Regions from separate parts of the Mus musculus genome. Here regions 1, 2, 3, 4, 5 and 6 are each linked to region 7. Evidence: chromatin contacts called from public HiCAR-type and promoter capture Hi-C data. All regions are on one chromosome and are shown on one strand. Each heading gives the region's core, a stretch centred on a gene start, on an enhancer-like site or on the middle of the called end of the contact. The rest is flanking DNA. Distances are from core to core; before and after follow the strand shown. Region 1 holds the start of Fbxw10 (F-box and WD-40 domain protein 10). Region 2 holds the start of Trim16 (tripartite motif-containing 16). Region 3 holds the start of Myh3 (myosin, heavy polypeptide 3, skeletal muscle, embryonic). Region 4 holds the start of Zfp286 (zinc finger protein 286). Region 5 holds the start of Tvp23bos (a long non-coding RNA gene). Region 6 holds the start of Adprm (ADP-ribose/CDP-alcohol diphosphatase, manganese dependent). Region 7 holds the start of Elac2 (elaC ribonuclease Z 2).

Evidence for each region. Promoter capture Hi-C pulls out the DNA fragments that hold promoters and counts their contacts. HiCAR-type assays count read pairs that join an accessible place to other places. Capture Hi-C pulls out chosen DNA fragments and counts their contacts.
Region 1: a HiCAR-type map of astrocytes shows a contact between it and region 7, with 10 times the contacts expected there. The contact joins the promoter of Fbxw10 here to the promoter of Elac2 in region 7. A contact is called at or near these places in 9 of 39 promoter capture datasets (the 3T3-L1 cell line, cranial neural crest, embryonic stem cells and 5 more) and 2 of 115 datasets of contacts at active chromatin or transcription factors (astrocytes and stem cell-derived neural progenitor cells).
Region 2: a contact with region 7 is called in a HiCAR-type map of astrocytes, with 8 times the contacts expected there. The contact joins the promoter of Trim16 here to the promoter of Elac2 in region 7. A contact is called at or near these places in 9 of 39 promoter capture datasets (the 3T3-L1 cell line, 3T3-L1-derived adipocytes, cranial neural crest and 5 more), 4 of 115 datasets of contacts at active chromatin or transcription factors (astrocytes, differentiating embryonic stem cells, large pre-B cells and 1 more) and 1 of 9 other capture datasets (macrophages).
Region 3: a contact with region 7 is called in a promoter capture Hi-C map of hematopoietic stem and progenitor cells, with 3 times the contacts expected there. The contact joins the promoter of Myh3 here to the promoter of Elac2 in region 7. A contact is called at or near these places in 3 of 39 promoter capture datasets (hematopoietic stem and progenitor cells, liver and pre-B cells) and 1 of 115 datasets of contacts at active chromatin or transcription factors (astrocytes).
Region 4: a contact with region 7 is called in a HiCAR-type map of astrocytes, with 8 times the contacts expected there. The contact joins the promoter of Zfp286 here to the promoter of Elac2 in region 7. A contact is called at or near these places in 8 of 39 promoter capture datasets (cranial neural crest, embryonic stem cells, frontonasal cranial neural crest and 4 more), 5 of 115 datasets of contacts at active chromatin or transcription factors (astrocytes, embryonic forebrain, forebrain and 2 more) and 1 of 9 other capture datasets (liver).
Region 5: a contact with region 7 is called in a promoter capture Hi-C map of 3T3-L1-derived adipocytes, with 11 times the contacts expected there. The contact joins the promoter of Tvp23bos here to the promoter of Elac2 in region 7. A contact is called at or near these places in 14 of 39 promoter capture datasets (the 3T3-L1 cell line, 3T3-L1-derived adipocytes, the HPC-7 cell line and 9 more), 1 of 15 datasets of contacts at CTCF or cohesin (stem cell-derived epiblast-like cells), 13 of 484 Hi-C or Micro-C datasets (B cells, adipose-derived mesenchymal stem cells, cerebellar granule neurons and 7 more) and 1 of 115 datasets of contacts at active chromatin or transcription factors (astrocytes).
Region 6: a contact with region 7 is called in a promoter capture Hi-C map of liver, with 5 times the contacts expected there. The contact joins the promoter of Adprm here to the promoter of Elac2 in region 7. A contact is called at or near these places in 3 of 39 promoter capture datasets (hematopoietic stem and progenitor cells, liver and pre-B cells), 1 of 484 Hi-C or Micro-C datasets (the G1E-ER4 cell line), 2 of 115 datasets of contacts at active chromatin or transcription factors (astrocytes and large pre-B cells) and 2 of 9 other capture datasets (adipose tissue and liver).

Annotation. Positions count from the first base shown.
Region 1 is chr11:62,845,331-62,848,374 of GRCm38.p6, forward strand. Fbxw10 (F-box and WD-40 domain protein 10) reads left to right here and starts at 1,793. Exons shown (of 13, transcript NM_001033669.2): 1 at 1,793-2,465. The coding sequence starts at 1,952.
Region 2 is chr11:62,818,664-62,822,043 of GRCm38.p6, forward strand. It overlaps Trim16 (tripartite motif-containing 16), which reads left to right and starts at 1,590. Exons shown (of 6, transcript NM_053169.2): 1 at 1,590-2,336. The coding sequence starts at 1,842.
Region 3 is chr11:67,076,956-67,080,293 of GRCm38.p6, forward strand. Myh3 (myosin, heavy polypeptide 3, skeletal muscle, embryonic) reads left to right here and starts at 1,345. Exons shown (of 41, transcript NM_001099635.1): 1 at 1,345-1,369; 2 at 2,184-2,194; 3 at 3,036-3,247. The coding sequence starts at 3,044.
Region 4 is chr11:62,788,152-62,791,219 of GRCm38.p6, forward strand. It overlaps Zfp286 (zinc finger protein 286), which reads right to left and starts at 1,317. Exons shown (of 6, transcript NM_138949.4): 1 at 1,225-1,317; 2 at 779-938. The coding sequence starts at 833.
Region 5 is chr11:62,920,955-62,924,313 of GRCm38.p6, forward strand. Tvp23bos (a long non-coding RNA gene) reads right to left here and starts at 1,677. Exons shown (of 3, transcript XR_388723.3): 1 at 282-1,677.
Region 6 is chr11:67,051,336-67,054,510 of GRCm38.p6, forward strand. Adprm (ADP-ribose/CDP-alcohol diphosphatase, manganese dependent) reads right to left here and starts at 1,283. Exons shown (of 5, transcript NM_025510.3): 1 at 1,200-1,283; 2 at 346-443. Sco1 (SCO1 cytochrome c oxidase assembly protein) reads left to right here and starts at 1,335. Exons shown (of 6, transcript NM_001040026.1): 1 at 1,335-1,581; 2 at 2,440-2,530. The coding sequence starts at 1,360.
Region 7 is chr11:64,977,553-64,980,835 of GRCm38.p6, forward strand. It overlaps Elac2 (elaC ribonuclease Z 2), which reads left to right and starts at 1,483. Exons shown (of 24, transcript NM_001362983.1): 1 at 1,483-1,779; 2 at 2,166-2,216; 3 at 2,355-2,425; 4 at 3,056-3,120. The coding sequence starts at 1,559.

The DNA of each region.
Region 1 (3,044 bases), core at 543-3,042, 2.1 Mb before region 7:
GCAGGTGGTCCTGGGTTCTATAAGAAAGCAAGATGAGCCAGGCCTTGGTGGTGCACAGCACTTGGGAGGCAGAGGCAGGCAGATCTCTGAGTTCAAGGCCAGCCTGGTTTGCAAAGAGAGTTCACATTGTCTCAAAAATCAGAACAAAACACAACAAAAAGAAAAGAGAAGAAAGAAAAAGAGAGAGGGAGTGAGAGAGAGAGAAAGTAAGCAGGCTGAGCAAGTCACAAGGAACAAGCTGTTGCGGTAATTTCTAACCCCGATAAGCCTGTATAAAAGACATATAACCCAGTTATATTGATAAGCTATATGCCTAGATTGGGCAGATCTATCACTATACTAACTTATTCTCTAGTTATGAGACCCCTTGCTGCTTGCAGCTTCTCCGGGCCATGTGCTTCTGCTCCATATTGGCTTCCACCTCCTCCTCCTCTGTCTTCTCTCCTCCTCCTTCCTCTGAAACCTCCTGTCCCACCTTTCCCTTGCACTGCCCAATCATAGGCTCTAGCCTTTATTTGACCAGTTAGAATGGGGAAAAGGTCCAGTGAGATCAACAGAGTCCTTGTCAGGGGCAGGGTGGGGACAACAACTCTCGAGGAAGCAGGATTAACATCAAAATACAAACATCACCAGGGCAATCCACACCAGCAGGCTAGTAAGCAATGCTCCTCCATGGCTTCCACACCAGTTCCTGCCTCCAGGTTCCTGCCCCAACTTCCTTTAATGCTAAGCTGAGATGTGGAAGTGTGAGCATCACAAGACCTCTCCTTCCCTAGTTGCTTCGGGTCGTGGTGTTTAGCACAACAATAGAAACAGGAGCTAAGACAGTTATTGCTGAATTTTTTCTTACTTAGCCTTATTTATTAAAGGAATACACATTATCTAGGGGTTGATATTACCTTGTAGCTTTTGCCATCCTCTGGGGTCTTAGAACACATCTTCGATGAATAAATGGAGAATCTAGCAGTGGTGACAGTGACAACAGAGAGACAGTGTGTAGTGAGGGCTTACACTGCCCTAACTTACACTGTGCTATGATACGCAGTCTTTTTGGCGTTGTGTGCACAGTGTCTCAGTTCCCACCCATCCTAAGTACTGTGTGTACAGCGTCTCACTTCATCCTCTGTGAAGCAGAAAGCATCCCCATCTCCACTTTCAGACAAGGAAACTGAAGAACATTAAACAACCTGCTGGTGTTCGTAGAGCAATGGGCAGCTGGGCTGGGGCCCAGACTCAGAAGCCATACCCCAGACTTCACAGTCTTCATTACAAAGCTATGGTGAGACCTTCTGCTACATGGGTAGGCAGCTGACTGTGTCTACACAACAAGTCAACTCCCAACATATCCTCAGGACAACTGAAAATTCTGCACCAGAGAGTGGTTCCCTGTGGATTCACAGCTAGCCCTGAATAATTAAATAATTTACATTATTGTTAAGACAGGTGCTTTTACTGTGGCGATAACCAGAGACTGAATATAATATGCAGGGCACTGGAATAGACTCTAACAGCCACAAATGTAAGAAGATTACACCTAAGCTGTATTTATGAATATTTAAAAGTCCTTAATAACAGCAACTGAAAGATGCTAACATTTTTTTTAAATGGGCCATGTTATGTTTTACATTTGGTTAAAAGAATAGCTGCTATAGAAATAAGATGACCAGCTCTTCCAGAATATACAGCAACTGTCTCTACTTTTGTGGTGCCAGGGTTAGGAGATTTACGGTAAAGCCATGTTTCTAAGGAAGTCAGTACAAAAAGCCAGACTTCTACAGGCAGTTTCTGGGTCAGATCAGTTTACCATCCATCGCAGTGCCTTACGGTTTCTCCAGATGTTCATCCCGAAGAGGCTCCAAAAAGGCTATTTCTCTGCTTACCCTGTCCCTCTGGTGTTTGGTGGGGTTGCTAACGGGCAAGGTTTAAATGAACTGAATGTCATCTCAGAGTCATGGAAAACAGGGAACCAAAACTCAAGCAGGCCCCCTATTTTCGTTGTGAAAAGGGACCCAACTGGGTCCCCGTGTGCCAGAAGTGTGAAGCCTGTGTCTTAGCATGGAAGATCTTTGCCACCAAAGAGTGGTTCCGGAGGGTCAACGACATATCCCAGAGGAGATTTCTAGTCAGCATCTTGGGGCAGTTAAATAGCCTGTATTTGTTACAGTATTTCCAGAATATCCTAGAGACCACCCAGGGGAAGGACTTCATCTACAACAGGTCTCGGATCAAACTCAGTAGGAAGGGGGGGAAGGAGGAGGAGGTTGTAAAGTCCTCCTTGAACCAGATGTTGGATAAAACGGTGGAACGGAAGATGAAGGAGATCCTCTACTGGTTTGGCAACAGCACCCACCGAACTAAGGCAAATTATACTCTCTTGCTGCTGCAGATGTGCGACTCAAATTTACTGCTCACTGCTGCCAATGTGATCAGAGTCCTGTTCATGAAAGAGTGGAACAGTATTTCAGGTGAGAGCAGAGGGCCCCAGAGACCAGACACAGGCTTGGAAGGGGGCATAGGTGCAGACAGACAGGCTTGGAAAGGCAGAGGCTGCCCAGAGGGCTGGTATGGGACTGTGAACCTTATCCTGACATCCTATCACTTACCAAAGGAGGAGCTGCTGAGTGGTACTTCATTCTAGAAAACTGTCCACTGAGAAAAGCAGAAGGAAGGACAGAGCTTTCACCCCGGCACTGAACAGTATCCTGCCTGCCTTGGGCCCAGATCACTGCAAACGGGTGTCACTTCTTCCTTGCACTAGGGTAGGAGGGATGTGACAGGGAAGCTGTGTTTTGTTTCTTAACTGCCATGGGCAGAAACCAGGCCAAACAACAAAACTTACAGCTTTAAAAAAGTCTTATCTTACCATGCCGCTTGCTTAAGCATGAAACCAAATCTTAGTAAGATACTTTAAGAGGCCAAATGTGGCTAAAAGTCCAAAATTGCCCAGGGTACTAGTTTATAAGCAATAGTTTGCACCTGAGTCTCCAAACAGATTAGATTAACAAAAAAAAAAAAAAACCAGACTGTGGTCCTCTGCCAAAGCC
Region 2 (3,380 bases), core at 340-2,839, 2.2 Mb before region 7:
TGCGGTCTCAGAAGAAGGCCACGGCATCTCCACGCGTGGGAGCTCACCCTTGCAGAGGTGTCGGGAAATTAACTCCTGTCATCAAAGTCAGTCAGTCTGTGGCACTTTGTAAGGACAGCCTGAGAAAATGAGGGCACCTCATTTAGGAACAGTTTTATTAGCTGGATGTGGGGCTAGTTTAGCAACTGTCTCTTCGTGGAGATCACAGAGTAAGATACGGGGCCTAGAAAGGCTGGAGAGAGCTGTATGTGGAAGGGGACAGTGCCTTCCCTCTTCTACCCGATGGCCCCTTCCTGTGCCCATTCTCAGCCAGCTCCTGGAATGCCCTAGAAGCGGACACTGGAGGGTCAGGGTTATAAACATCCATCAATTTCTGTGGTTTCAGAACCAGGATGCTTGCACAGGGTGGCAAACACAGAGACCATGCGTTTCGCAAAAGAGAAAAATCATATTTGAAGGCAGCTGAGCTGAGCATGGAAGGGGAGAAGCACAGTTAGATCCACTTCCTGGAGGGTGGGGTCTGGTGAGGATTTATGAGATAGGGAAGGGTGGCTGAGAGGACCATAATCGGTCCTCATGGCTCTTCGTGGGATGCATGTTCAGGACAGGTCAGTGTTAGAATGTTCTGAGGGCAGAAGTTTTGGTCTTCTGATGCCAAAAGGTCACCCACTAGTTACCTGCTCAGGTCCAGATGAGTCAATTTCAACAAAAGGCCATCAAGTTTCGGAGAAGCAAGCCAGACAACTGTTATCATCAAAGCCCACATGTTAGAGGTTTATGGCAGAGAGTGGAAGGCCAGGGCCCTGTCCACTGGGTGGCTTCTCACATGAGTGAGTTTTAAAAGTCAACCAGAAGTGGAGCTAGGAGGACGGTTCAGTGGGTAAAGTGCTTGCTAGGTGTGCATGGCCACCTGCAGCCATGCAATGGTGCTTATCTGTAACCCCAGCACTGGGGCAAGAGTCTAGAATATCCCTCTGACTTGCTGGCCTGCTGCGCTAGGTGACCTAGCGTGTTCCAGGTTCACTGTGAGGTCCTCTCTCATGAAATGAGGTGGAGAGCAATTAAGAAAGACACTAGATGTCAAACTCTGTCACACACACACACACACACACACACACACACACACGACTAAAATAAAACAAAAGTCTGATAAAAGCAAGTTATTAAAAGCAGATAAAGCTAGATTGACTATGTCTGTCTGTCTGTCTGTATGTCAGGTTTTGTGGTGGTGGTGGTAGGACCAAGCTGGTGGCTCATTTAGGATTAGCAGCTGCCCTATTATCAAAGTCCTTACATTTTGGACCCCTTTAAAAATATATGGAGTAGAGAGAAGGGGAGGGGGAGGGGAGAGAGAGGGAGGGATGGAGGAAGGAGAGAGAGAGAGAGAGAGAGATCCACCGCAAAATATGGCTTGTGGGACCGCTCAAAGCCGCAGAGGCTTACAATAGAGCTCAGGAATCTTGCCCTTTTTTCCAGTCCCACAGGCACACGTGGTCTCCGGAAGAGCCTATGGGGTGTGCGTGAATGAGTCCCGTAAGAATAGAAGTTTCAGGGCTGGGCTAGGAATGAGAATGAGAAGCCTGAGCCAAGGAACAGACACAGGAGCCAAGTGGCAAGGCAGTTCTGAGCCTTGTCACTGTGGCTGGCTACTAGCCAATCTGGAGGAGCCTCGTCCTGTCTGAGTAACTGAGCTTCCTCGGGAGGGAGGAAACAGTTAATGTCTCAGGGCAGCTGCAATCTGCTAGGCGTGGCTCTCTGGTTTGACTTGGGCTACTCAGATCCTGAGCCAAGGGACCGCGAGGAAGGACGCCTTAGTCCTTAGTCCGCAGAGCCTCCACCAGATGGCTGAATTGGATCTGATTGCCCCGGGGCCTCTGACCGGGGTCACTGCTCACCCTTTGGCCCCTCTCGGCCCAGACCCTGTGTCAGCTATCCCAGCAGAAAAAGAAGATGCGGACCCTCTCAGCAAGTCAGGTGAGGAAACCCAGGAGCAGGGTCATGACCCCGCAGAGGTCGGGGCTCCTGGTGAAGAGGATCAGATCTTGTGTGACTTCTGTCTTGGGGCCAGCAGAGTAAGGGCAGTGAAATCCTGTCTGACCTGCATGGTGAACTACTGTGAGGAGCACCTGCGGCCACACCAGGAGAACAGCAAACTGCACAGCCACCAGCTAACCGAACCCGCAAAGGACCAGGATCTACGCACCTGCCCTGCCCACCACAGCCCTTTGGTTTCCTTCTGCCACACGCACCAGCAGTGTATCTGCCAGGAATGCGGGGAGGGTGAACACAGAGGCGACAGTACTGTCTCCCTGGATGCAGCCCGCAGGAACAAAGAGGTGAGTAGTGGGGTCTGTCGCCTGGGAGGGACCAGTGGGAGGAGGTGTCCCCAGGGAGAGGTCACACATGCTGCATTTGTGGCTCTGTTGATGCCAGTTTGTTCCGAGTCAACAGAGGAGAACTTTAGCGGTAGTGCCTGGGTGTTGGTTCGCTGTAAGTATCTATAGCCGCTGGCTTTGGAAACAAAAGTGGGTCACTGTCCCCATCTCAGTGTCCCTGTTGCTGTGCGGTCTCTATTGTCTCTGCCAGGCATAGGAATTTCCTGCTGTTTCTAGTTAGAGTTTAGTAATGTGCATTTGGGTGTGTGCTGTAGAAGGTTAGCCTCAGGAGTGTGGTATTTCCCTCTGGCAGGATCTGTGAGGCATATATCAACCCATGAAAACCTTGGCAGAAGTCCAAGGGAAAAGAAGAAACCTCAGACTTCATTTCTCCTTTTCTTCCTTCCTCTCTTTCTTAACTTCTTTCTTTCTTTCTTTCTTTCTTTCTTTCTTTCTTTCTTTCTTTCTTTCTTTCTTTCTTTCTTTCTTCCTTCCTTCCTTCCTTCCTTCCTTCCTTCCTTCCTTCCTTTCTTTTTTTTTGAATCGCAAAACCACAAAAGAAGCTAACACAAAATGCTGCATTCAAGTAAAACAAAACAAAACAAAACAAAAACTGCCAAGATAACAGAATTTGAAACGCACACGGAAGTTAATGCCAAGGGCGACTTAACTTACTGGAGAATAAAGGTTCCTTACGGGATAGGCTGGCAGGAGCACCTGAGAAACACTGTGCTCGAAGTCTGAAATTTTACTTTTATCAGATAAAAAAGTCATTTCTGAAGCACTGCTTGCCTTTATCTGGAAGCCAAGATCCTGGATGAGACATTGGGGGTGGACCCCCGCAGCTTTCCCACTTTGAGTTTCTCCCACTTTGAGTTTCCCCAGTAGGAAGTAAGGTTGACTCCGCCCACACACAGGTCCTGGTTCACGCTCAAGGCAGTTCCCTCTTTGCACTGTTGGTTGGCACACCCAGAGCCTTTCTGTGGCATGTGTTCCTGGGCAGTA
Region 3 (3,338 bases), core at 95-2,594, 2.1 Mb after region 7:
TCTCTGCTATGAAATTGCCTAAATCTTGGAAGGGAATGTGTGAAGGCTGTATGACTCATTGCCCACAAAATGGTTTATGTTGGGGAAAGACTATCTTCCGATTCCACTCTGCCTTTTTGAAGAGTCCTCAATAGGAAAGAACATACAGAGGATGTTTAATAATGGTCCCTATGGCCGGGCGGTGGTGGTGCATGCCTTTAATCCCAGTACTTGGGAGGCAGAGGCAGGCAGATTTCTGAGTTCGAGGTCAGCCTGGTCTACAAAGTGAGTTCCAGGACAGCCAGGGATACACAGAGAAACCCTGTCTCGAAAAAAATAATGGTCCCTATGAAGACTTTGGTCCTGCTTTCTCCCTTCTTCCCTTACCAGTGTATGGGTAGGCTGTAAGAGGACAGTCCATATTCTCAAATGGGATGTATTGGCATGAAGTTCTCTATTAAATGAACAACCATGACCCCATACAACTCAGACCCTCACCACAAAGACTGGACCAGGAAAGAGAGGAATGGAAATGGACAAAAATGTCAACTGTACCTTAATTCTCTTGTTAAGGTTTAATTTTCCAGTCCTGATTTAGAAATGACAGCATCTGTTAGGCGATACCCATCCCCCCTTTCTCTTCAGGCCACTACCGTTCCCCTCGCCCCCTATCTAGGCTGGCAGCTGGCCTTTCCTAATTGGTAATATGTCTTGATAACCACAGGCCCCTAAGCAGCTGTCACTGTGAACATGGGCTGGTGGCATAGCTCCCTGTCATTTACTTGCTTGTTGGTCCTGCTAGTGCTTAAGAAAGGATTAAGTAAATAATTATAGTAATGAGACAGAAAGTAATGAGGGGAAGGAGAGAGATGGAGAAGGAGAAAAAAAAAACTATAATCCAACTGCACAAGTTTTACAGAGTTTGGCTCATAACCGTGAGGGGACTTCAACAAGTTCAATTCTACTTTATCTTCGATGAGCTTTCTAAGCAAATAGCACAACTGTGTGTCCCCTGTTCCCAAGTGGTAGTGGCTTCAGCTGATTTCAGGGTGGGATGGCCTGCAGGATGGAGCCAGGTAGGGGCTCCTAAAGCAAAGGAGATCCCATTGTGCTAGGTGGAGAAGCTACAGCCCTGAGTTCACAGAGCAAGGCATCTCAAATTCCCAGCTTTCTACAGTTGGAAAAAATGGTTTCGGACCCTGCTCATTTCTATATATACTTTTCCCTTGGCAACGGCGAAAAATACGTGTGGAGGGGGCCAGTTCTCAGCCTGTGGTGTCAGTCATTCTCTTTCCAAATATAGAGGAAGAATGAGCCCAGGGGGTTAGTGGTGGCCTATAAAAGCCCAGGGGGCAGCTCTCCTCTATGCTTCTCTCTGTCACAGTCAGAGGTAAGTCTTACACTTTCCTAGTATCTCTGTGGCATTTACTGCTTCTAGACCTGATTCGGCCACTGCCCTGGACTGTGGCCCTCCCTGGCTTTGTTATAGCAGGCAAGCCTCTTTTCTCTTCTCAAGGCGTTCTCAAGGAATACAGTAGAGTGAGATGCGAGACCCAAGAGCCCAGCATCCCACTGCCTCTAGCAGATCATCGAAGCTGGGGTCCTGCCCACCCTTTCTTTTCTCTGCTTGGGAAGGATCCTGTTGGACAGGCATGGGCCTGTCCACCATGGCTCCATGTTCTCCTGTTGCCTCTCTGATCCACAGAATGAACAGGGGACTCTGTGTTTCCTACCTGGACGCTATACCTGCTGGGTGTTTAGTGGCCTCAAGACTACATGTTTGCTTAACAGGTTTAAATTAGCCAATCTCAGCATCGTCTCCATTTTCAGATAACCAGGAGGCCTGTCCCCACCCGCTAACAGAAGCTTTTATTGGCAGGGACTCAGTCCATTTAGAATCCCTGCCCTGTTCACAATGAAGGATCTTGCAGTCTGAAGAAATTGTCAGAGTGGGCTGGAGGAGCCAACCTGCCAGGCAGTTGGTAGTTATGCCTAGCTGTAGACTATGATCTGTCTGCAGTCCTAGGGCTTGCCTCAGAGCTAAGGATCTTTCTGACTGTCTAGTCCTTTGTGTGTCTTAGTTGAGCCTCACCAAGGTCTGGTTCGTCACAGAAGCAGACATCACGGTGGCCACTAAACTCTGTGTGCATGCTCTTGCAGGTCCCATACGTCCACAACTGCTGCTGCTCTCTGCTGTCCTGCAGGTGTGACTCAGGTGAGCATTGGGGCCACATCCCAGAGCTTCAGGAAGTCTTCAGGTAAACCCAGATCACCCATTGCCCCCTCATGCCTGTGCCCCCGAGGAGTTACAGAGCTTAACGGAGAAGTGCAGGCTTCATCCTCAGGGGTGCGGCTAGAGGTTCCCATCTATTCTCTATGGTGGTTTGTTGTTCCTTTGTTTTTTGAGACAGGATCTCACTGTGTAGCCCCAGATGGCATTGAACTCTCTAGGTAGACCAGGCTGGCTTCAGACTCACAGAGATCCACCTGTCGCAGCCTCCGAAGTTCTGGGACTAAAGGCATAGACCACCATGCCTGGCCTTCAGTCTATTCTTAGCATGGGAGGCAGAAACCATGTCGATTCAAAACAGTTCAAAGCTGTCTCTGCCATTTTCTGCTTAGTATTCTCTCTTTAAGGAATTCTTTTACCTTTTTTTTTTCATGGAATGCCTTTACTTCTTTTTTTTTTTTCATGGTATTTAATTTTGAATGTTCTGTTTGCTCTACCCGTGCTTCTCAGAAAAGGAAGACATAGTGTCAAAAGTGGCATTTCAAAGGCCCCTTCACCAGGCTGAAAGAATGGAGATGCTTGGAGTAAATAGATTCTGTCTAAGCCCGTGGCATTCATTAGCAACTCAACAAATATGAGCGGATTATATTCCCAGTGCTGAACCCTTGTGTGAAGCGCCACTGGGCATGGAGCAGGCCAGACCTCCTTGACCCCGTCTGAGAGGCTTCCATTCATTGCAGGGTGGCAGGTTGATACTAGGATGGGCAGGAGGCTGCCAGCTGCCAGCCCAGGGAGCAGCTGGGCTGACCCGTGGTTTGTTTTGCAGCCGACACCATGAGTAGCGACACCGAGATGGAAGTGTTTGGCATAGCTGCACCTTTCCTCCGCAAGTCGGAAAAGGAGAGGATCGAAGCTCAGAACCAGCCCTTTGATGCCAAAACCTACTGCTTTGTGGTTGACTCAAAGGAAGAATATGTCAAGGGGAAAATTAAGAGTAGCCAGGATGGGAAAGTCACTGTGGAGACAGAAGACAGCAGGGTAAGGCACTTGCTCTTTCTCTTTCTCAGCACTGACCCAAGCTCCTCACTCACAGGGCTTTGCATAAGCATATACCCCTCCTCCACTCATT
Region 4 (3,068 bases), core at 67-2,566, 2.2 Mb before region 7:
AAACAAACTGCTACTTTCCGGTACTGTAAAATATGCTCAGGCACGTTGCTCCACTAGGCTTGAATTTAGTTGCTCTACTCATGACGTATCCCCTCAAACTCTCTGGTCTACAAACTAGAATAAGTAAATTTCCACTATAATCTACCTAAAGTAGACTCAGTGTTTTGTTTTGTTTTGTTTTGTTTTTTTAAAATCCCTTTAAAGCTTCCTTAAGGCGGAGATTGCTAGATCTCACCTCCAAATTCTGATTGGTTGAGTTTGAGGTGACATCTAGCAACCTGAAAAGGACCCCTGGAGGGAATTTTGGCATAGTAAGTCACCGAGGGGAGTTTAAGATACACAGGTCTCCTAGTGCTGAAGCCAGCCCCTACCTTCCGTGCCTGTGAAGCAGGTCGTGAGCGATCTGTGTTGAAACAGCACACACGTTAACTATGGATAAAGTGGGATAACGTATGGAAAAATATTTTTTTGTCAACTACAAAGTTGAATTCTTGGATCCACGATGGAAACCAGGATGGGGCAATAATTTGGAAGAACTTGTGACTACATTGTGACAATGTCCGCACTGGTGGGACCATTGTGCAGCACACTTAAGTGGAATGGGGACTGACCCATAGTAAGCCCTGCAACGTCTCAGAGCTCACCTATCCTCAAGATAGCGTTGACAAGTCGCCATCTTTTCCCAAGAACCACTTAACCCACGACAACGGTGGGTTTCCCCTTCAAAAGGAAGATTTCCACTCTCCCATGATGCACACCAACCCCTGGGCAATTCTACCTCTTTTCTGAGGCACTTCGGCCAAACCCGTCTCCATGATCACCACCTCTTCCATGCCCCTAAGGTCCTGCTCTTCTCGCGCAGTCAGCAGTCCACGGAGCCTCGAAGGACTTCTTCCCTCTTGGGCTCTGTAGAGAGTGTCGCTCAGATCACGTGGGACCTGGAAACCAGGGAAAGCATCCTGAATCTGAGTCCTCACCTGTCTGTTTCTGGCTCCTGGAGCTGTCCCCTAGGGGACTGAGTGCCTGAGAGGTAGAGGGCACAGACAACCCCTCCAGCTCCGTCCAGCTCTCCAGTATGCACCGGGGTCCTAGATGGCCCGTGGGGCGGGGAGGGAAGGGGACGAAGCTCAAGAACTACAAACTCCAGTCCTCCCTGGCAGAGAGCAACTACTGGACCACCGCCGAGGTAAAGCGAGGACCGCAGCATCCTACCAAGAAACTCACCTCCCATCCCAGGCCTGACAAAGGCTACGAACTTCTCCGCTTAGCTCTGAGTCGCGCATGCGTGACATTTTGCTGGGCAAATCCAGGAACTACAACTCCCAGAAGCACCTGCGCGCTGCCCGACCCCCTGTTTCTTGGCAGGTTGGGACCACGAGTGGCTCAGCGGCACAGCGGGATCTCTCCCTCTCGCGAGAGAAAAAGGTGCATCGTGCGTGGAATCCCGCAGTAACGGAAGGTTGGGACGTGGGAGACAAAGTCTCTCTCTCTCTGCACCTTTGTTTGCACAATTACATCTATGTAGCTTCAGCCCAAATTTCTTTACTGTTGGCATGTGTATATGGCTTTTAGCCATGGTTTGGCCTTCCCTAAAACCATCCTTTGACTTCAAACTATATGAAAGCTGTAGTTTTAGAGCAGGATCCATGTAGTACTCTCATCTATCCCAATGGACTTGTATTTCATCTATTTTGCAATCGTAAAAACGTATATGAGCAGAGCTGACAATATTGAGCCAGTTTCCACACACTTGAGCAGTAAGTTCTTTGCAAGGAAAAAAAAAGTTCATTTGTCGAAAAAGTTGGACTCTCAAGGGCCTGTGGTTAAGTTAAACCTACTTTAAAGTCACTTTTGCCAAACAGCCCCATCTCAGTGCGTGCATTTACTCTAGTGCACCATTTGCATATGCCAAAACCAGAATACACTCAACTTTTGATTCTCACCATCTAATCACCAGATCCTGTTCATTTCTCAGTTTCTACTCTGCTCTGGACCCTCTTCCACGGCTGTCATTGATCCTACACTCCCTGTCTCGTCCACCGCTTCTCCCTCTGTGACCATCATAATCTCTCCATATGAAGACATCCCATTTCCTCTACTTCCTTCATCCCCACTGGGTTCCTACTGGAGGTCCCATTGTGCTCCAGACTCATTAGATCCATTGGGAGAAAGAGACTCAGAGGGAGGCAATGGTCCTTGGTAATCTATGTCTTCTTTTCCCACTTCAGATCTGTACAGCTGCAAAACCTCCAATTCCTTTTCTCTGAAAAACTTCAAACTCTGACTTTTCCTCTAGAATCTGTCTGCTGTTCCTTTGGTCTCACTTGGGATGATTGTCAACAACTCCTTACAACTCTGTTTACTTCAGTGTAACATGAACAAGGAAAGTATTAGGGCAAAGAAGGCTGTTTGTCCTTGGCTGCTGGTACAGGTGGAAGTGGAGAAGCTTCAAATTTTTGAAGAAGCCTTCCCATGCAAATGTGCTGAGTGGGACCCTGATAAATTCACCAGCTCTCAAGACTTAGGCCCTTTTCACAGCTATTTATGTCTGGGATTTGGGGTTCAGTTTGAAAACCCACTAACTTGTCTAAGACCACTGTAGTTATCTGGGGACTGGAGGAATCTCCTGGGGTGCTACTCAAGTGATTACAGGAAAGTTTCCAAATTTGCATGCCTTTTGGCCACTCCCTCCAGAGAATATTAAATTTGGCCTTTTCTTAATTAGTAATTGATGAGGGAAGGCCTAGCCCATTGTGGATGGTCCCATCCCTGGGCTGGTGGTTCTGGGTTCTACAAGGAAACAGGCTGAGCAAGCCAATAGACATCACCCCTCCATGGCCTCTGCATAAGCTCCTGCCTCTAGGTTCCTGCCTTTTTGGAGTTCCAGTCTTGATTTCCTTTGATGATCAACAGTGATATGGAAATATAAGCCAAAATAAACAAACAAACCCTTTTCTCCCCAACTTGCTTGTTGGTCCTCATGTTTTGTCACAGCAGTAGAAACTCTAAGACAGCGGGTCACATGTGGTTTATGTAATAATGATGAATTACTTAGGCCTAGCCCTCTT
Region 5 (3,359 bases), core at 427-2,926, 2.1 Mb before region 7:
AGGAGGAGGAGGAGGAGGAGGAGGAGGAGGAGGAGGAGGAGGAGGAGGAGATGACAACGATGATGACTACTACGAAGAACCACCACCACCACCACTACAACCACTACCGGAGTGTCCATGGGTTGAAGCGTTTTGATTTACACACCATTTTCTCCCAGATAATCCGAATTTTTCCAACCGAGTACATCACGCCAGTTACAAGAAACCATTCCTGCCCCACCTTAACCGCCTCCCGCCTTCCTTAAGCTTCTGGAAGCTGCCAGCAGATGGCGCTAGCCCACCTGATTTTTCCTTGTGTGGCCTTGGGAGTCAGACAGGGAGGTAGGTGGGGGAGAGGCCTGAAGTCAGAAGAACGCTGAGCCCAGGCCAAGATTTCTTCTGGCATCTGGAATGCATTAAAAACAACCCACAGAGCTGAATATAATTCTCCTTCGAAGAGAGTGGGGTGGGGAGAGAAGAAGAAGGAGGGAGGGAGAGAGGAAGACAGGAAAACAGAGCGGGGAGGGGAAGAGGGTTGAAAATGGCAGCGACAGGCAGAGAAGCCCGTGGGTCATCCTGGAGACGTGTGCCTCATCTCACTTGTCCATGACAGCTGCCAGCATTTCTGCTCTGGGTGAACAGGGCGACATGGTTGAGAGGAGGAAGCAAGCGACAACCAGAGGGTTCTGATAGGATGGTGGGAAGGGATTCCCAGCCTTCTCCAGCAGGCTCCTCCTCACTGGCTTGGCGGTATCTGCTCTTGAGGGCGCCTCCTCTGCACGCAGCCCTATCGGCTTAGAGCACAGCATACCCGTGCTTATGGAGGCTGTGAGCAGGTTGAATTCCAGGGACCGATCGGCCTTCTCTGCCACTAACCCTCACTCCTCCAACTTCCAATTCAATTTCCTTTTCTCCTGGGCCTTGACGGAAATAGTTTTTAATGGTTGCTCAACCGTGCCACCTAGTGCTTAGCAGATTCTGTGTGAAGAGCAAGCAAAAGACAGTGGGGACATACCATCTGGGAAGGAGGCAGCTAGCTGACTGTCAGTGGGGACCAGTCTTGGGTTTGCAGACCGGTTCTTCTTTTTACTCCTGATACCAAAGGACAAAGACACCCATTCCGCTAAGCTGGGAGAGAGCTGGGCCGGGTTGTGTCTGTCCACTGGGAGGCCATGCCGAGGTACTGAAGAGACCGTGCAGAGAGCTACCAGACAGAACTACCAGGCTGGGCTAAGCTGCCTCTGGGTGTCCTTTGTCCTTCACGGGAGCAGGTGTTGGGAGTCTGATTCTTGGTAAGCGGTATTGGGAGGTGATGTGGAAACTTTAGGTTCTACCTAGTGAGAAGGCTGCCACCGTGTGGTTTGTCCACCAGTACCATAGCACCCACCAGGAAGCCTATACTAGATGCTACCATCTTGTCATTGAACTTGTGAAACCTTGAACTAAAGAAATCTTTTTCCATAATAAGGTATGCAATCATGGGTGTTTCGTTTTAGCCACGGACAATTAACTACTAGTACAACCACCCTGTCAGACTGTCTAATTTCCATGAATTTAATCAAGGACATGGGCCACCAGGAATGGTGCTTTCACATACAACAGCTACCAGCAGGGTCTTAGAATCCTCCTGGCAGGGCTTGCTGAGTGACACAGCTGAGCCCCCAGCCTAACCTTGGAGCCCACTGCCATCTTCTTGCCCTTGTAATCCTACCAGCTGCCCTCCTGGCTCTTCCTGCTCCGGGCTTGCTGTCAGCCCCCTCATGCCATGCCACCCTCAGCCCCACCTCTCCTCTCCTCCTGCTCAGCCTCATGTAGACGTCTACAAAGAGCTGGCAGTGCTTCATGTTCATGTTCATTCTGGGGTCAACTCAAAGTAGTGACTGGCACCACGGACTGGAGCCAGTGTGAGAGGTCAGATCTTGTCCACTGCTGGGTAATTTGAGCCCGTTGTGTAAGCTGTCATAGCCTCAGTTTCCTCATAGGAAAAATGGGATGATGATAGCAGCTATGCCATTGGGTTGTTTTGAGGGCTGAGTTGACACATTTAAGTTGCTTACCCGGGACAAACACTTGATAATGGTTGCTGTTGTTAATAGCTCCCCTTTTCTCAAATCTGGTTGTCTTTAAGGAGTTCTGCTTTATGGGAAAGGGAATGTGGGTGGCTGTGTTAGTCTGTGCCTGGTCCTCTAGACTGATAGTTTCCAAACAGCAAAGTAGGTTTGGAAACATGTAACTACTCTCTTAGGATATATGAGGGAGCAGGGGACTTAACTTTCTGTGGCAGAGTTAACTGTCTATTCCCCAAACCCCATGACCTTTTCCCTCTTAGACACAAGCTAAACTACATTTCCTAGCCTCCCTTGTGAGACTTCATTCTGTGCAACTTAATCAGAGCCTCTGTGATACCAGAGTGCTGCTCGCTGTCCAGTCCTCAAGGCTGGCTTCGTCTCCATCTTTCATTTGATTGAAGAGGACACCAAAGTTCTGGGAGAGATGAGACAGAAGGGTCCCCTGTTCAGAGGGATGAGAGAAGCAACTCCAAGCAAAGAAAGACAAACTTTACCCCGTTAAGCCCATAAAATGTATCTTAGGATCATTTTATACTAAGCCAACGTGTTAAAATAAATTTTGCGATGTTATCTGTTAATTTTTCTGTCTTAGGGTGTTCAAGTTTTAATATGTATCGAAAGATGAAGAAGTTCACATTTACAAGTCAATGCTCAACATTTTAATAACGTATGAACATCTGGGGTCTCCTCTCTGTGGTATTTGAGTGACTTAAGCCCTCCTGCAGGCAGGTGCACACACAATTGGTGACCTTTGGAAACACTCTGCCATCTTTTCATTTCTCTGTGTGACCTACTGTCACCTGGAGAAAGCTCAGGGAAGATGATCAAGAAGTCAAGTGAAACAGTTTGCCGAGGGTCTTAAGTGGGTTGGAGGAATAGCTTAGCATGTCCTGTAGGACAGTAGAGTAAGTATGGCTGACAGCAGTTAATTTCACAATAACACAGGGGATTTTGAATGTTCGTGATGCAAAGAAATGATAGCTTTTTAGGGTGGTGGCCTGTGCCAACCGCCCCCACTAACCATTATATACCAATATCACGATGTCACGCTAGATCCCATTAAAACGTAATTATACTAGCAATGGAGGAAAGCAGACTGGGAATTAGAACACTAAAGAGTTTTATCTCTGATTCTAACTTGGTAACTACAGGCAGGGGATGTTTCCAAGTCCTGGGTGTCCAAGTCCTTGTCTTCAGAATGTGGTTTCTCTGCTGGATGGGTCTACAAGCACTTCTTATCTCTAATGTTCCACGGACTCTGTCGACGTCTGGTTTCAAGTGGGTGTGAGCTTCCTTTGGGACTAAGAGTTG
Region 6 (3,175 bases), core at 33-2,532, 2.1 Mb after region 7:
CTATAATCTATTACCCAGAAAAATGAGATTAAAAGAAAAAAGTTGTTTGACGATCTTTTAAGATGTACCTTCAGAAGCCACCCAAATTATATATACTGTTATAAAAACATTAAAGTGTGACTCCTGAAAAGCCCATGCTTTTGGGTGTGTACTCTCCTCCTAAGCATCTCTCTATTCATCTATGCTCTTCAATTTGTGTTAAAATCTTTTCATAAACTTCAACAATGATTTGTTTTATAAAAAAACAAAAAACAAAAACTTCTAGTAACTTTGAGTATAAATTTCATGAGATTGCTGATCAACCTGGCCGAGGCAAAACAAGAATCACTGAACTATATTACTTACGGTGTTAGAGAGCAGCCCGATAGATCAAAAAAGCCAAGCACGGAGAAGAACAGTATCATGCTCCAATGCAACAATCCCTGAAGCAATGCTGGGATCCCCTTGGAGTTTAAAAAAAAAAAAAGTGCTTTAATTAAAGGACGGATGTTGTTATACACAACACCACAGGGCGGGGTGGGGAGAGAGGGGCAAAGGTGAGAAAACAATGAGGTGGAGATCATTTGCTCAGCGCGTGCACTGCAAATAATAAACAAACAAAACGAATACGACTTAAAATTTCTCAAGGAACAACAACAAGAAAGTGTAGCTGTAGCCAACTAAGCAGTCCCAAATGAGGAAACCTTCAACACAGTTTAAAATCTGAGACAGGTTGGGTAGGTGGGAGACCTTTTAAAGAAATGAGCCACGGAGACTAAAAGAAGGATGGGTATGACGCAGCACACACCTTTGCAGTGCCTTCCTTATTAGCAGGCGGCTTGTATTACAGTTAGAAGCGCTGCCACTTTGGTCTTAAGTCATCTTACTATCCTAGACACTCAAAGTCTTATTTATTATTTCTTCCAAGTCATGGGTTATTATGGTTATTTCAAAAGTTATGGGATGACTTCTAATTTGGGGTCCGAGACCTCGCAGTTCCACCCGGCCGGTTTTTAGACCGGGCAGTAGGAAGGGATCCCCTAGTCCCTTGCAGCTGGGAGGAGCGAACCCGGCTAGAAGACCCAGGGCCACCTCGTCCCACTGCGATGTTTGTGTTTTCCAGCCGCCGCCAGGCCCAGGCCAGGATCCCAAGGAACCATCTCCCAAAGCTCGCCGCCCACAAGCAGCTCCACCCTTCTCCAATCCTGAGAACCACCTACCGCTATCAGCCGCCGGACCCGGGACTCCTCCACAACCAGAGGGCAAACAGCGTCACCAACGAGCCAAGAGGAAAGAGCGGCCTCCTTCGGCTTCCGGCAGAAGCGGAAGCTCGAGCGGAAATGGAGAGGTGGCCCAAAGGAGGCGCGGTCTCCTAAACTCATGGCAGCACTTGTACGCGCCGCAGTGGTGAGGTCGCAGTGTCGCCAGCTCTGGCGTCTGTTCCCTCGCGGCCATGGGCTCAGGGATGTGGCGGAGAGGCCGAGACCGGAGGAAGCGTGCTCCTGCCTGCGGAGCAGAGCCTTCAGCGCTGGGCCGCCACCGCCGGGGGCCGGTCCGGAGCCCAAGGGCGGTCAAGCCGGGTCTCACCGCCCGAAGCCTGGGGTGAGTGTCCGCATGGAGCCTTCTGGGCTCGGCGCTCTCTGCAGCTTTCCATCTCTGCACCCTGCAAGGTCACATCTCAGGAACTTCCTGGCGTGAAAGGGCCATGGAATCCCTTCCTTGCTTCCTGGTCAGCGATAGTTCCAACTTTGACAGAACTGTTTCCTGGTCCCAGCCTTTACAGAATTTGAGAACCTACTCTCCCTCCGCGCGGTTACAACTCGGGCTTTTGTTCCGGGGGGGGGGGGGGGGGAATCAGCTCTGGACTTTAAAGAGTACAGAGAAATAACACAATGTTAGTTTTCAGGAAGCCCCACTTTTAGGTTTCTTTTGATGTCATTTTGGAAGCCAGTTGGGTAACTTTCCCAGATGTATTTTTATCCTCAGTATCAGCATAAGCCGGTCATCAGTCACTTTTTTTGTTTGTTGAGATCAGGTGTCTTATATCTTAGATTGGCCTAGAACTCTATATGTAGCCAAGAATGACTGTTGAGCTTGATCCCCCTCCCAGGATGCTTAAGATTACAGGTGTGCATTGCCACACCCACTTTTATACAGTGCTTGGCGTGGAACCCATGGCCTTGGGACATGACAATCAAGCACTCAACCAATTAAGTGAGCTTCGCCCCCCCCCCCAGCCCTTAATTAGTTTGTAAATTAACTAGGGCATTTTTTTTTTCTTGGAAACGGGTGCTTTTGCAGTAGATTATAGCCATTACTTATCCCCAAATAACCTGAAGCATTCAGTGTATGCAACTGGTTTGTGTGTATGTACTTGCTGTGAAAATGAAGATAACAAATAGAGTTCTGTTAAGTGTTTGCATCTTACTTGTTTTATTGTTTGAATCTCTGCCCCAGTAGCCTGTTTCTTGGAAGTCTTTAGCTCTCACCTTTGCCATTGGAGGCTCTTTATTGGCTGGAATGAAGTACTTCAAGAAAGAAAAGATAGAAAGTAAGTGGTTACCCCCTGGAGTATTTTTTTTTTCTTTTTAATTATTGTACATGCGCGTGCATGCAGATGTGTGCACGCTACAGTGGGGGCCAGAGAACTATTTGGGAGTATTCTTCCATGGTGGGTTCCCAGGGTTGAGCTTGGGTAATCAGGCTTTTCTGTCAAGCACTTCTATCTACTTGGCTATTGGCCAACCCTGTCCTTAAACCTTTTGATTTAAAATAATTCAAGGATTTCCCTAGATACTGTTTTCCAGGTCAGAGGGCAGGGCAGGCAGGGGTCTGTGTGGGCCTGAAGAAATCTTGATTGTGGGATCTGAGAAGACTTCCTAGGGTTCAGGCATGTAGAGCGGTGTGGGTAGGTACTGCAAAGGAGTTGGGGTGGTAGCTTTGGGCAAGCCCAGGCTGTCTGTGGTGGAGGGGAAGCCAGGAAAGGCTATGAAATACCGTCGTGAAATGTTGAGGTTGATACTGTATTGCTTTTGCAATAAAAGCATCAATTCAGACCCATTCCTTGTTCCTGGTTGTCTCTTCAGCTTCTGCAGATTACAAATTTCTCAGGGCTCACCTGACTTTGCCAGCCTTGACAACTTTGAAAACCACAGGCCAGTTATTTAGTAAATTGTTCCTCAGCCTGTACTATCCT
Region 7 (3,283 bases), core at 233-2,732:
AATGGAGTCTCAGAAGATAACTTGTGAGTCACCATGTAGGTGCTGGCAACAGAAACTCCGACCTCTCAAAAATAGTGATCTTGAACTATGATCGATCCATTTGGTCTCAGCATTAAAAAAAAAAAAAAGTGTGTGTGTCTTCCTGCCCATCCACCCAAGTTGGGAAAGGGTCTCATGTAGCCCCAGGTTCACCTCCAACTCACTATCTTGATTGTCCAGCTCCAGCCTCAGAGCCACCTGACAGTCCAGCCTCAGACATCTGACAGTCTCCCTGAATACTTGTTTAAATACATTTCCTGCAGGTGGCAACATTTTCTTCTCCATAAATTTCTATTATTTATTCTGCGTATCTCTTTAGTGCCACTCAAAGCACCGACCATCAAAGGGCCTTTAGCCAACCAAGCATGCCAAATACGACTCTGGCAGGCCTTGGCTTCACCGCCATACCCTCCATCTTGCTAAAAATCATTAGATTACATCCATAAAGCTAGACACCAAGGTCTATTCCCTTATTTGACCATTTTCTCCTCTTGAGGCTGACCACTAAGGTCCAGCTAACAAAGCACTGAAGTCCAGCCCCTTGAAAAGCCCCCTTTGGCTTATGTAATTAATATACACAATCAAAACAAACCAACTTATCCTAACATCGGATTTTTTTTTTAACCTTTATGAACTGTTATTTGCCTATGGGTCGGTCTCCTCCCTATCCAGAGGCAGCCCTTCGTGTTTCGGGTGCAAATACTCCTCTCTCCTCTCTCTTGACCCTTTTCTCTTCGTCCTAGTCTCTATCTTCTTTCTTTGTCTCTTATTCACTGCCTTTTGTCTCTCTGGGGAAAATAAATCTCCTTTGTTCTGAGAACTTGGTCTTGGGGTGTCCTAAGTCGACTTTCGAGGTCCCCACAGCCATGTTAATTCTAAATATCTCCCAAAGATAAGCACTGTTAAACTATTTCCGTCTTGAAGTAAGGAATGCAAGGCAGAGAGGACCGGCTCATAACAGCAATAAGACGCAACACTACGAAGTTTACTTAGTCTTTTCATCTCTATTCTCACGCCAAAACAAAGAATATCATCTGAAATGTGTTCTTATGGTGGAAATCAAATTAGCCAGATCTATCTCCCATGAGATCGTCACCATCATCATAAGCAAGAACAATGCAAACTTGGAATACTTTTGTCGAAGGGCAGAGCTCCTGACAGAAGACGATGAACCTGAAAAAGACTCAGTCCTTTCCCAGTAATGCCTTTCGAGTACTTGCACTCTCAGAAGTCCCGCTTCCGCCAAGTGACAGTAACCGGAAAACGTCAACAGGGAAAGCCGGAACCGGTGAGGGGGGCGGGGCCTCCGGCGACGCTCTAGCTTTCGCTTACTCTACGTCCACCTTGATTGACAGACTCCGAGCTCCAAGGCTCGTTACGATTGGATGCGGAGCTTTGGATGGGCGGGCAGCTAGCGCGGCGGCGCGCTGATTGGTCAGTTCCGCCATGCGGTGGAGGGGCGGTGCTTGTGGCGGCGTGAGGGGTCTGGCTGCCTTGTCAGCCTGGTGTGGTCGGGTGCATGTGGGCGCTCCGCTCACTGTTGCGTCCCCTTGGCCTGCGCACCATGTCGCAGGGTTCGGCTCGTCGGCCGCGGCCATCCAAAGACCCACTGCGACACCTGCGTACGCGGGAGAAGCGCGGCCCGGGTCCCGGGGGCCCGAACACCGTGTACCTGCAGGTGGTGGCGGCGGGCGGCCGGGACGCGGGGGCTGCTCTCTATGTCTTCTCGGAATACAACAGGTCAGAGTGGGCCGACAGCCCTGGGGGATTGGCCCCAGCGCCACGTGCTCGGGAGGCCTCCTGTCCAATCCTGTATATATCCCTTACCTCCCTTAGTCAGCATGGCTTTCAGGTATCCGGGCAAAACTTCCCGTGCCCCGACTCTCACCATCACCATCCCAAAGCGGGGGCCTCACCGTGAGTGTGTGGGCTAGACCGGTTTCATAAGTCGATGGGGAAAGACATCACTCCCCATTGATCTATACCAAACTACACTCTTCCGTCACTAACCAAAGAGGGCTCAAAACCTACTAGGCAGTATGAGAACCCTGTCATTTATGTCGCTGTATCTACAGTAAAGCATTTTACAGAGTATACTTGTAAGTACAGTAATGTTCCTCCTGTAGGTACCTTTTTAACTGCGGAGAAGGCGTCCAACGACTTATGCAGGAACACAAGTGAGTCAACTCCTGGCTTCTGGGGTGGAGATGATTATGGGCTTGAAAGCTGAGGTGAGAGGCAGATGAGACTTCTCAGCAGACACGGTCTCTGGTCGTCTTTGTTTCATCTGGCTGAAATGTATGTTTTTTTCTTAGACTGAAAGTCGCTCGCTTGGACAACATCTTTCTGACTCGGATGCATTGGTCAAATGTTGGGGGGTTGTGTGGTGAGTATGTGTTTGGAGGTCAGGGGCCGGTGGGAAGTTTCTGGGGGCTTAACATGGCTTGCAGCTCATTTGTTCATCTTCCTAGCCCAGGGGAGATAGAATTCCTGGTACACTAGCTTAGTCAGCTTGAGTAGGGGGTGTGAAAACCTAGACTCGGAAAAGTAGGCCTTGATATGGTTACAACCTCCACCTGGACCACAGATTTAACAACAGAGTGCTGTGGTGGGTGCTGATCAGACTCTGCAGCTGGATTCAGACACATACTGTCATCCAGACTGTGTGGCTGCCAGATTTTGAAAGCATAGTAGTATGGGCAGAGGAGAGAATGAGGTAGTGGACTGTGCCCTCCTCCCCCTTGCATAGCAGACCCTGCTCTGATGCATGGTTAGATCAATGCTAACATTATTTTCTCTTTATGTATTGTATAGTTGCTTATACCCTAGAACAGGGACACGTAGGTAAATAACTAGTATAGCCAGAAGCACCCCACCACCATGCACACACACACACACACACACACACACACACACACACACACACACACACACACATACCACATACCGGACAGGGCCTGCAGGCTAAGTTGAGAGTGCTGGATTTTTATTTATTTTCTCTTTACATTCTTTTAAGGAATGATTTTAACTTTAAAGGAAACCGGGCTTCCCAAATGTGTTCTGTCTGGACCACCACAGCTGGTGAGTGTCTCCTGGTCACCCGTTAAAACCACCTCCTTTAAAAATGGTAGCAGTCTTCATTTTTGTAACTTAACCTTCTGCCCTCAAGGATAACAGGTAGTGGAGTTAAACACATCTCCTTTCATAGTATGTAAATACTAACTGTGTGGTCCTGGGTGAGCTA